Regions from separate parts of the Cyprinus carpio genome. Here region 1 is linked to region 2. A link is a contact called in public Hi-C data. All regions are on one chromosome and are shown on one strand. The core of a region is the stretch at or near the end of the contact, and the rest is flanking DNA. Distances in the headings are between cores, read along the strand shown.

Region 1 (5,195 bases), core at 40-2,539, 190 kb before region 2:
TAACACATGGTGGCTGGTCAAACAAGGACATCACATTGATTTTGGACCAGCTAGCATGTTTTCAGTTTAAACTAGATTTTCCAACAGGGACTAGCCGGTTAAAGTGCAATTATTGTTTGCTTATCACTCGGCGACATCAGTTGCTTTTATCCTGAGCGACTTACAGGTTACTTAATTGCGATGACGGCATATCTGAGGCAGCTAGAAATTAGTCTGGTTGAGCTTAGTCCTTTTAAGTGCATGTGGTGACCTTGTATCATCACTTCAGCTACTTTAAAATTAGGCACTTTTTTTTCGATGTATACTTTGTTTATCAGGAAGTGATTGTTCATTTAACAAGAGCAAAAAACTTTGTAGGAACAACAAGGCCTAAAAAGAACCCTGCTCTGTGTTTGCTCTATATCCATAACCATCATCGATTTTACACACCGTAAAAACTTATGACAAACAATATGCCAGACATCAATGGCGCCGTTGAAATCGTATAGCTCTTAACCAATAAACTGTGTCTGCAAACTGTAATCGATTTTGCATAAACCATAAAAGCTCATTGTTTACATGGCAAAACATAAGAGTTATTGACTCTTGTCATAATATATCTGCGTTTCACACCTACTGTAGCTTATCTATTTGTTTACAACCTCTTGTCATTAGCTTATCAGGAAGTGACATCGTGGGAGCGGAAAATTAGCAGAGGTGTCAACACCCCATCCCTGCAGTTCTGAATGAAAGTTTACAGAACAAGTTGACAAGGAGATTTTAATGTCTGTTTATCTGAGGTGACAAGCATTTTGGAATACTGTCAAGAAGATTTTACTGTTCTCACATTACCACCCCATACCTACCTGCTCCCTCCAACATTACATGTAGCAAATCACCAAGACTTTTAGGTGTCCGTTTTAGTTTTTAATTACATAGTTCCCAACAGACAAAACGGACCCTGCGAGCAAAGCAAAGTGTTGAGACAGAACGGGTAAAAAGCTTGTAAAGATTTGGAAAGTCTTGAAAGTCTTAGACATTGTTATGCCAGGAGCCATGGCTGATATCTGTTCATTCCTTTACGCCATTGGGACAAACAACAATGAAAGACAACAGGGTTGAATGACACTAAAACCTAAACCAAAACAAAGAGACTCCCAGTGTGAGGGGTGTTAACGAGAAAGAAGAAAGGGGAAAAACATGAGAGCTAGAACAATATCAGCATTGTAAGTCAAGACAGATAAAGAAAGTCCTGTGGGTGAGAGCAGTTTTCTTTGGAGCTCGACACCATTTCCCGTCTGCTCGGACCCGAGAGGTCATTGGACGCCCCGGTGCACTATACTCTTCCTCTCGAGCTCTCTTCCGCTTCTTTCTACCACATCGTTTTCACCATTTCACATTTTCGTCTGTACTGCACAGGAAGAGATAGACTGTACTTCCTGTTTACGGAGGTGCATTAAGGACGAAGCTCGTATGTGCACATTTTTCCTTGAAGTTTACGCGAAGATAGCGTATCTCTTATGTTTTTGTGGTAAAATGTGTGTTTTCAGGTGCACATTTATCCCTGCATGTGCATGTCTGTTCCTGAGACTTGTGAGTTGTATATGCGGGCAGGAAATTTTCAAGTGTATGTGTGTGTATGCGAGCGCTCTCAGGACGTTCGGTGTGTATGTGTGTGTTTTCTGTTGGCAGTGAAGTGTCTCAGGGGAGGCAGGGCTTGCGTGAGAGCACTGTTGCAGATCTGTCAGTGAGAGGGGGCTGCTCAAGGTCTGGCGGACTGTGTGTGTGTGTGTGTGTGTGTGTGTGTGTGTGTGTGTGTGTGTGTGTGTGTGTGTGTGTGTGTGTGTGTGTGTGTGTCGGGCTTGGATTGTTCCCCCCAAAGGGTGGGAGGGAGAGTGGGTTAAGCCAGCCCCGTCTGTCAGCATGGAGCTGCCGTTCATATGAGTGTGTATGCGTCCTGTGTTTATCTAGGGGGCCCGTGGAAGGAGCGATTGTGGACTTTTTGTAAGCAAGAAGCTAGGTGAACCTTCTCATCAGAGACAAAGAGACCGAGTAGGCGGGGAAAGGTGTGTGTGTTTGTGTACACAAGTGCTTGTATGAGCGACTGAAGACAAGCTGAGTGTGTGTGTGATTTGTTGGAAGCATGTACGTGTTTGTCCAACTACAGTGTTATCTTGGCATTGTCCTCTTTCTGTCTTCACTCTCACAGCAGGACTGTCAAAACTTCCCTTTTCTTAGGATTACACACACACACACATATTTTGTTAAACGAAGACACCATTGACTGTTTTTATGTAAAAACAATTATAAATTGAGGGTGCTTGATAGTAGTAGACTTTTAAATAATTTTTTTAAATAAAAGTATTTTTTAAATAGTCTTATCATCATGTGTCTTTACGTTAGATTAGATTATCATTACAACCTGACTTGCATAGAAAGATGTTTCTATTAATGGCACAACTCTGTTATAAATTTGCACAACTGTTCAGTGAATTTGACCCTTTACATTTGAGGCTAGAGAGTAATGGAAAGTCTTTTGCACTGTGATTTTTCTGCCACCTACGGGTTTTGACTCGTGGGCAGACAGTGTAGCCTTTCTGAAACCTCGAGCCATGTTACTGACTCACTGACTGACTCAGAGAGCCTCTCTAGGATAGATTTAGTAATCTGATCATTTCCCGCTCTTTGGTGTTATGATGAATTCAAGTAGGTTGTAAATAAACAGTGGAAGGGTGTGTACAACATTTGAGTTCAACATTACATTTTCTTCAACTAACCATAACCCTGCCCTGCAAAATTCGGCTGCCACGATGCTAAGATGTTGTAAATGATTTCCAAAGCATTGCTCAAAGACCTTGAGCAACCAGATATAGGAGTATAAACTCAAGACTATACCAGGAAAACGTCTGACCCCAGTCCAACCCAGCAGTTTATTCTTATTTGTCAATGAAGCTATTGTTAAAACGTGCTTAAATAAATAATTAAGAAAAGCAAAAAAGGGGGGGGGGGGCAGCTGTGGCCTAATGGTTAGCGAATTGGACTTGGAACCAGAAGGTCGCAGGTTCGAGTCTCTGTGCTGGCAGGAGTTGTAGGAGGGTGGGGAGTGAATGAACAGCACTCTCTTCCTCCCTCAATATCCATGGCTGAAGTGCCCTTGAGCAAGGCACTGAACCCCCAGTTCCTCCCCGGGCGCTGGATATAGCTGCCCACTGCTCCGGGTGTGTGTTCACGGTGTGTTCACTTCTCACTGCTGTGTGTGTGCACTTGGAAGGAATAAATGCAGAGCACCAATTCCGAGTATGGGTTACCATACTTGGCAAATGTCACGACTAAGAAATATTCTCACAGATTTGACTGACAAAACAAACTTGTATTTGCAGGCCCCAAAAGTACCTGCTATTCTGATTATGTGTTGAAGCCCTGGTGTCAAGACAGTGACAACAGCTGCCACTCAAACGTTCATCTTCCTCATAACCGAAGGCACGGTTGTAGATGAAACCATCGTTCTTATCTAGCATTCTTTGTGTTGCAGCGGATGGTTCATTTTTTACAAAGCTGTCTTGACTCAATCAACACCCTAGACCTGTTGAAGTACCTGTGCCAAGTCAAGAACATCAGAGCTAACAGCTTATTTACTTCTGTCATTCTGTACAAATTGATGAGGAAAAAGAAACTGAGATTAACCAGCAACCCCAAACCAGAAGCCTTCTCCCAAACCTCACCTTAAAACCTCAGCCCAGCTAGTTAACTTCTAACCCCAAACCAGGTTTGTAATTTCAGATGTGGTAGTTGAGTTTTAATCCTTAATTACCAGTGGCAGGTGTGAAACATTTCTAAAGTTTTCGTCAAGTATAATCGCAACCATAAGCAATCAATTTTTATTTGATTCTATTTACATTTATGCATTTAGCAGACGCTTTTATCCAAAGTGACTTACAGTGCATTCAGGCTATACATTTTTTACCTAACATGTGTTCCCCTGGGAATCGAACCCGCAACCTTTTACGCTGCTAACGCAATGCTCTACCACTGAGCCACAGGAACACTTCAAGTTCCTATATGTGCCCATCTACCTCAAAGTGAAAGTGACTTGACGTGGCCAAGTATGGTGTACTGAATTTGCGCTCTGCATTTAACCCATCCTAGTGCTCACACATAGCAGTGAGTTGTGAAAAACACACACACCCGGAAACACACCATTTTGATTTGGTGTCTTGCTCAAGGGCACATCAGTTGGGGTATTGAAGGTGGAAGAGAGCGCTGGTACTGAGAGACTCGAACCTGCAATGTTTTCAGGTGACAAGTCTGTGACAAGTCTCTATGCATTAGGCCATGACTGCCCCACATTTAGAAAGTGCTTAACCCCTCCTCCCTTCCCATTGGCAGGTGTGCCCCATCAACGCTGTTTTCATCAAGTAAATTTGCCTCGTTAAAGTAATTATAAGCATAAAAGTGCATACAATTCCTAGTTTTCAACATGCCCCAATGCACTGTCACTGCATGTAGCAACCACCTTCCCCTCTTCCCTCCCAATGACACTTTTCATCAGGTAGAAGTGCAACCTTAAGCATTAAATTGCGCCAAGGCACCATTATCGCATGTAGGAACCGCCCTCCCAATGGCAGGTGTAAGACACATTAATGCAGTTTTTGTAAACTAGAATCACAAAGACTGAATTCCTTACGGTTCTCATTGCAAAGAAAGGGAAATAAAGTGGTTTCTGCATGCGCCCATGCACTTGAGCCACATATAACAATAATTCCCCTTCCCTTTTATTGCAATGCCAACTTTACCACACAGATGCTGTTTTTGTAAAGTACGATCGAAATCAGAAGAGTTAAATTAAATTCAATTTTCATTCCTACATGCACCCATGCGCCTCAATTGAATGTTAGACCCGCATTCCATTCTTCCCTTCCAAGTGGCAGGTGTGCCGCACTACTGTAGTTTTCGGCAAGTAGAATGGAAACCATAAGCATTAAATTCCTTACGGTTCCCATTCCTATACGCGCCATAACCACTTGTAGCAACAGTATTCCCCTCTTTCCTGTTTATCCAGCAACACTAATGCAATTTCGCCCTTATTCTCTAAATCAGGTGTGTGTGTGCCTGCCATTCACCCCCTTCCCAACCCTTTGGTGGCACCTCGATCTAGTAAGGGGCAAAAAGCTCTCCCAACGATTGTGTTGCAATTAATGTCTGAGGGCATGGCAGGC
Region 2 (5,174 bases), core at 13-2,512:
GAGCTGGGGAGTGCATGCTGATCATAACGCAAATTAAATCATCCTCATCATAAACTTAAACAAACATTCCACCTAAAAAATAAAAAAACTGTTCACCAAAAAATAAAAAAACCTTCATTAATTACTACACAAACCTGTAAGATCTTTGTTCATCTTCGGAACGCAAATTAAGATATTTTTGATGAAATCCGAGAGCTTTCTGACCCTGCATAGACACCAACGCAACTGACACGTTTAAGGCCCAGAAAGGTACGGTAGTAAGGACATCGTTAAAATAGTCCATGTGACATCAGTGGTTCAACCGTAATCTTATGAAGCTACGAGAATACTTTTTGTGTGCAAAGAGAGTTTAAAAAGCACAATGCACTTAAGCTGTTGAATATACAGTAATTATTTGTGTTTTCTTATATATTAGAGTTTAAAAAGCACAATGCACTTAAGCTATAAGTACTTTTTTTACTTTCATCCCATTTGTGCCTCTTTTTATGCTGAACAGGTGCATTGTGGTGCTTGTTCTGGTTCTGACTCATTATCTTACCCTTTAAAAGGACCCTTTTAAATATCCACCCAATTGCTTGTAATGAAGGACAGCTGTGCACAGATGCAAGTATAAGAGAGCAAAGGGGGGCTTAAGATTATTTGTGTATACTCAAAGTATACTAGTGAGTGTAGCGGCACTTTAAGATTTATGTATCTCTTTTTTTTCTTTCTGTTTCTCTCTCACCCTCTCAGACGCACATTTACATGGCCGTGCTTATTAAAAGCAGCAAACATTTGAATGTCTGAGCTGCAGAGTGCAAAACTGCATGAAGCTTTACGAGATCTCACAGACCGAGAGAAAAAAAAGATTTCTTAAAGGGCCAGCGTCCTGTGTCCGCAATGTAATGATATTCCAAAATAGCATACATGTGGAGTCCGATTGGCTTTGTGGAACATAGAAAACCGACATGTAGTAGAGCTTGAAATTGCCATTCACTTTCACTAGAGCATCAAACCCTGATTTTTCCTCGCGGATTGTCTCTTTTATGTAAACATTGTTACACCCACTACATGTAGTGTTTCATAATGATTTGTGGAAGTGCACACACCTTTGCACCAGGCCAGGAATGCAGATAGTTGAGTCGAGGGAGGGGTCGGCCTTGTTTTGACGACGTGTGAGTAGTTCACACGCCATTCTGTAGTTTACCATGGTAGACTGTCATAGAGCTGCATTTTACTTTCAGGTTGGAGTGCACACTGTAATTTCAGCGTAACTCCTCTTGCATGTGCGCGCACGTGTGCTAGGCCACACGCTGCTTCAGACATGTGAACGCGCCAGTGGCAGTTATCACTCCCCAGACAAACAGATGCTACTGAATCATTAGACACGCGGCAGATGCACACAGTCACTCTGTTTACTGCAGCTTTTGATACTGTAAACAAAGACAAAACAACAAAGGAAATACAAAGGAGAAGCTGACACAATAGTCAAGGATGTTGGCGTGATCAGTTATAGAGAAAATAGTGTATTTTTATTTATTTTTTTGTAAATTTTTATAGTTAACTTTATATAGTTTTATAGTTATAGTTTTAGAATCAACTTTTATGTTACTTTGTTTTTTGGGAACATAGATGAAATATTATGTGTTATAATAGTTTTTAAAATGTTAAATTCTGTTTAGTGGTGAAATTCATATTGGCGTAATGTAATTAACACTTACAAGTGTCATATATTTTTGTTTTTTTGGGGTATAAAGACAAAGTGCTATGTATTGAAATGTATTTTTGAACATAATTCAAAAACGTTATTACAGTTTACAATTTTTGGATATATATACAAAGTACTACACCTTATATGTGTAGTATATTTTTTTTACAAAAATGAAGTACTTTTCAAGTACTGCTGAATAGTGGGGCAATTTAAAGTAGCATAATATATTTTATTTTTTTGGGCATATAGACAAAATATTATTTTATGTATTATATAAAAATAAAATATGTATTATATTATGTATTTTTATATAGTACTTATAATTCTATTATCTGTTGTATTAGTTGGGAGATATATGTAAATCTAAAAATGTAAATACCAAAATTTCCTTAACTACACTATCAATATTAAAATATTAACATAAAATAAAATACATTGAATACAATTACACTAACAAACATACACTTACAACCAGTATGCAGTGAATTATTGGTTTTAAAATTATTATTATATGCAGTGCATTATTAATGTTTTAAAATAAATAAATACATTCAGATTAACCAGCAATGTATTGAACATTGGCATGAATAAATAACGATTTAATGGATATTGCTTTTTAATTTATTAAGCATTATTTAATTATACCAATGTTTAATGAATACTATTTGGTTTTTGTTTATTTACTTAAAACCAGTATTTAATAAATGTGTTTTTATTTGATTGCATTATTAACATTACACTTACTAACTTACATTATAATTAAAAATAAAGAAACTTAATTTGCAAAAATTAAGTTATTTCCTATATCGTAGATATTTAAATCATCACAGACAAGAATTTTGAAAAAATATATACACAAAGTGTATTATCACTTTTTTTAACATTTTGGCGTGTTTTAACATATAATATATTTTAACCATACAAAACTTTAGATGTTGTTGATTAAAGGGTTAATACACTTTTGGAGCCTTGGTGATTCTTGTAACTGGTTTATTCAAATTTGACCCAGTGTCTAAACCCAATGTTTTAGCCTGCTGTAACCTTTGAGTTGGAGGATGAGCAGGTGTGAGTGAGTGTGTAGCAGTCGCCTGAGGTTTTGTTTTAACAGGTAACTGTGTCGTGTTGCTAAGGGCGGTTGCCATGACGACCCTCCTAGCCTTAGCTTATTCACTCAAGGGACTTTGAAGCGGCGGTTGTTATGCCTCTGTTGTTAGAAGCATGTTTTTCTGTGTATGTGTGACCGTATTTGTTAACTCAGGCACACGCCGGTTCAGTAAGTGTGACAAGCCACATATGGGGAAGCCCCTGGCACTTCTGTGGTCTGGGCCTTTACTTTTAGCACAGGGCGCAATGCGGTGGTGCCCGCACACGTGGCTCCTGCCCCTCTCTGCGATGGCACTTCCACTTCTGCTAAACGCCACTTCCGCTAACAGTGACACACAAAACCAGCGCCCAATTTGGTGTCATCAGCGACCTCACTCGCGCATTCCTAGTGACATCTGAACGTACACACATCAAATGCAAACCTTTAACCCCAACCCACACCGTGCTCTTGTTTAAACGAACCCTCCTCTTCAGCAAAACAAAAACCTCACCCCCAAGCCCAACTATCCCATCTGACACAGTAATAAAACAATAAAACCCTGAAACAAACCCTCGGTACATTTCCGTAACCACCTGGGCCGCCAACACCTCCACTGGGTACTGGGCCCCCAACGCATCTCGATGGAAAATTTCGGTTTAGGATGGGGCCCCTGTGCAGGATCTGCAATGTACAATCATATATGGTAATGGCCCCTTTGCTGTGTGTTGGTGTAGGGAATTGGTGCAATATGTTTCCTAAAAGCAATAAGCCACTCAAAAAGAGTCTTTACACCTATATTTATATTTTTGAATCGTTATAAAAAAACACATATTTAACGACCCCCAAGGAAGTATTCTAATATTGCTTTTTTGAAGACGTGACAGATAGCAGTATCCCTTATTTAAAAAAAAAAACAAAAAACACATAATTGGTCACTAAATGTATTTATTTAATTTACAACCACGTTTCCTGGTTGGTTGTTGCATATATACATAAAATAATGTTGAATTACTGAGTGTAAATCTTCTATATTGTCTTTTTTTTTTAATAATTATTTTATATGTTTTTTTTTCTATTTGACTCGGGCACAGTGTTGTTCAAAAATAGATGGGTGGTTGTAAAATGGATTTTTTTAAAGATAAAAATACCACATGGATCTTATATGACATTTTTGATTTTACAATAAAACCTAATCTTTGACTTGAAACTTGGATAAGTCAAATGCCTACTTTCAAAAGATGGCCATATTACTTTTATTATTCAAAAATATATTTTGCCTAGCATTAAAAAAAAAAAAAACAATATATCATTAATATAACTATACGAATATATACTTAATATTATATATTTCATTATTGTAATGATTTGTGAAATTATTTACAGAAGTCTTAAAAACAAACTCAATTTTTATTTTTTTTTTGTATTGGTATTGATACTTTACTATGTTCAATAATTCATCAAATGATAATTTAGGTACATAAAAAAAATTTTATAATGGGAATAAAAAAAATTACAAGTTAGTAAATTTTTACATTAATTGGTATTTATTGAAGATTGAGTAATAGAATATAGTAATACTGTTCATACATTAAAAAAAGTCCTTCCCGTGACAGTATTTACAAATTGTTCCATTTAATGATTGTCATTTTTGTGTTTATATCCATTATTAAAAACAGGCTTTAACACATAGCTCCCCATCAAATTTGAGAACTACCCCTTATGTATTACCTTTATTTTGACCGTGGTGTTTTTTATTTGGCCCTTTTTTGAACTTAAATGCCCTTTTAGAGTCCCTCATTGCATGACTGCCAGCGTGTGGGAGTGAAAGACTTGGTCTTTGGAATATGCCAGATCACACATATATTTACCAAGCACCTGTTGGTTGCATCTATTCAGTTCATCCTGTATACCTTGGACGTTTATCGGTATTTATTCGCCACTCCCTCTAGAGACTTCTGGGGAACGTTTTCTGGGGGCGTGTTCTGCATTATTCTAAGTACCTCTGGGTGATGTTGGGATGGTTCCAGGAACCAGACTCCTTTGCAACCTTGGCGGTGGGCGTTCAGAAACATCCTGACCGTGGATAGTCTTTCACTAGACTGGAGGCCCACCAAACCACCCCACAACTTATACACATGTTCCTCAGGGTCTGGCGAAGAGAAGACTGCGACAGCAGGCATTTTTTGCGTCCCCCCCCCCCCACCCCCCCCAAGTTGTGCATGTGCATATCAGAATATTGTCCAAAAAAGGACCCAGCAAGAGCGATGTTGCGTGCGTTTCTCCTCTCTCTAGCGCTGAATTGATTGGACGGTGGTTTGGACCAGATTCCTCCTGAGACAACGGGTTTCTTGCCATTAGCATTGCGTGTCAAGAGTTATTTTTGACGGAGAGGTTTCGAGG

What was found. A called contact is a pair of places that touch in the nucleus more often than the background predicts.
Region 1: a contact with region 2 is called in a Hi-C map of liver, with 6 times the contacts expected there. The contact joins two enhancer-like sites. A contact is called at or near these places in 4 of 8 Hi-C or Micro-C datasets (liver, red blood cells and skeletal muscle).

The regions. Positions count from the first base shown.
Region 1 is chrB22:20,167,450-20,172,644 of ASM1834038v1, reverse strand. The region is part of intron 2 of ahr2 (aryl hydrocarbon receptor 2); the gene reads left to right. The region is part of intron 1 of LOC109082837 (glutamic acid-rich protein-like); the gene reads left to right. Among protein-coding and RNA genes, the nearest start is that of ahr2, 14 kb to the left of the region's middle. Within about 2 kb of position 1,289, at least 4 of the 8 cell types and tissues checked have an H3K27ac peak or open chromatin away from gene starts, as enhancers often do. A contact at or near this core is called in liver, where this site is marked.
Region 2 is chrB22:19,981,884-19,987,057 of ASM1834038v1, reverse strand. All of the region lies in intron 2 of ahr2 (aryl hydrocarbon receptor 2), which reads left to right. The region is part of intron 1 of LOC109082837 (glutamic acid-rich protein-like); the gene reads left to right. Among protein-coding and RNA genes, the nearest start is that of LOC109046910, 54 kb to the left of the region's middle. Within about 2 kb of position 1,262, at least 2 of the 8 cell types and tissues checked have an H3K27ac peak or open chromatin away from gene starts, as enhancers often do. A contact at or near this core is called in liver, where this site is marked.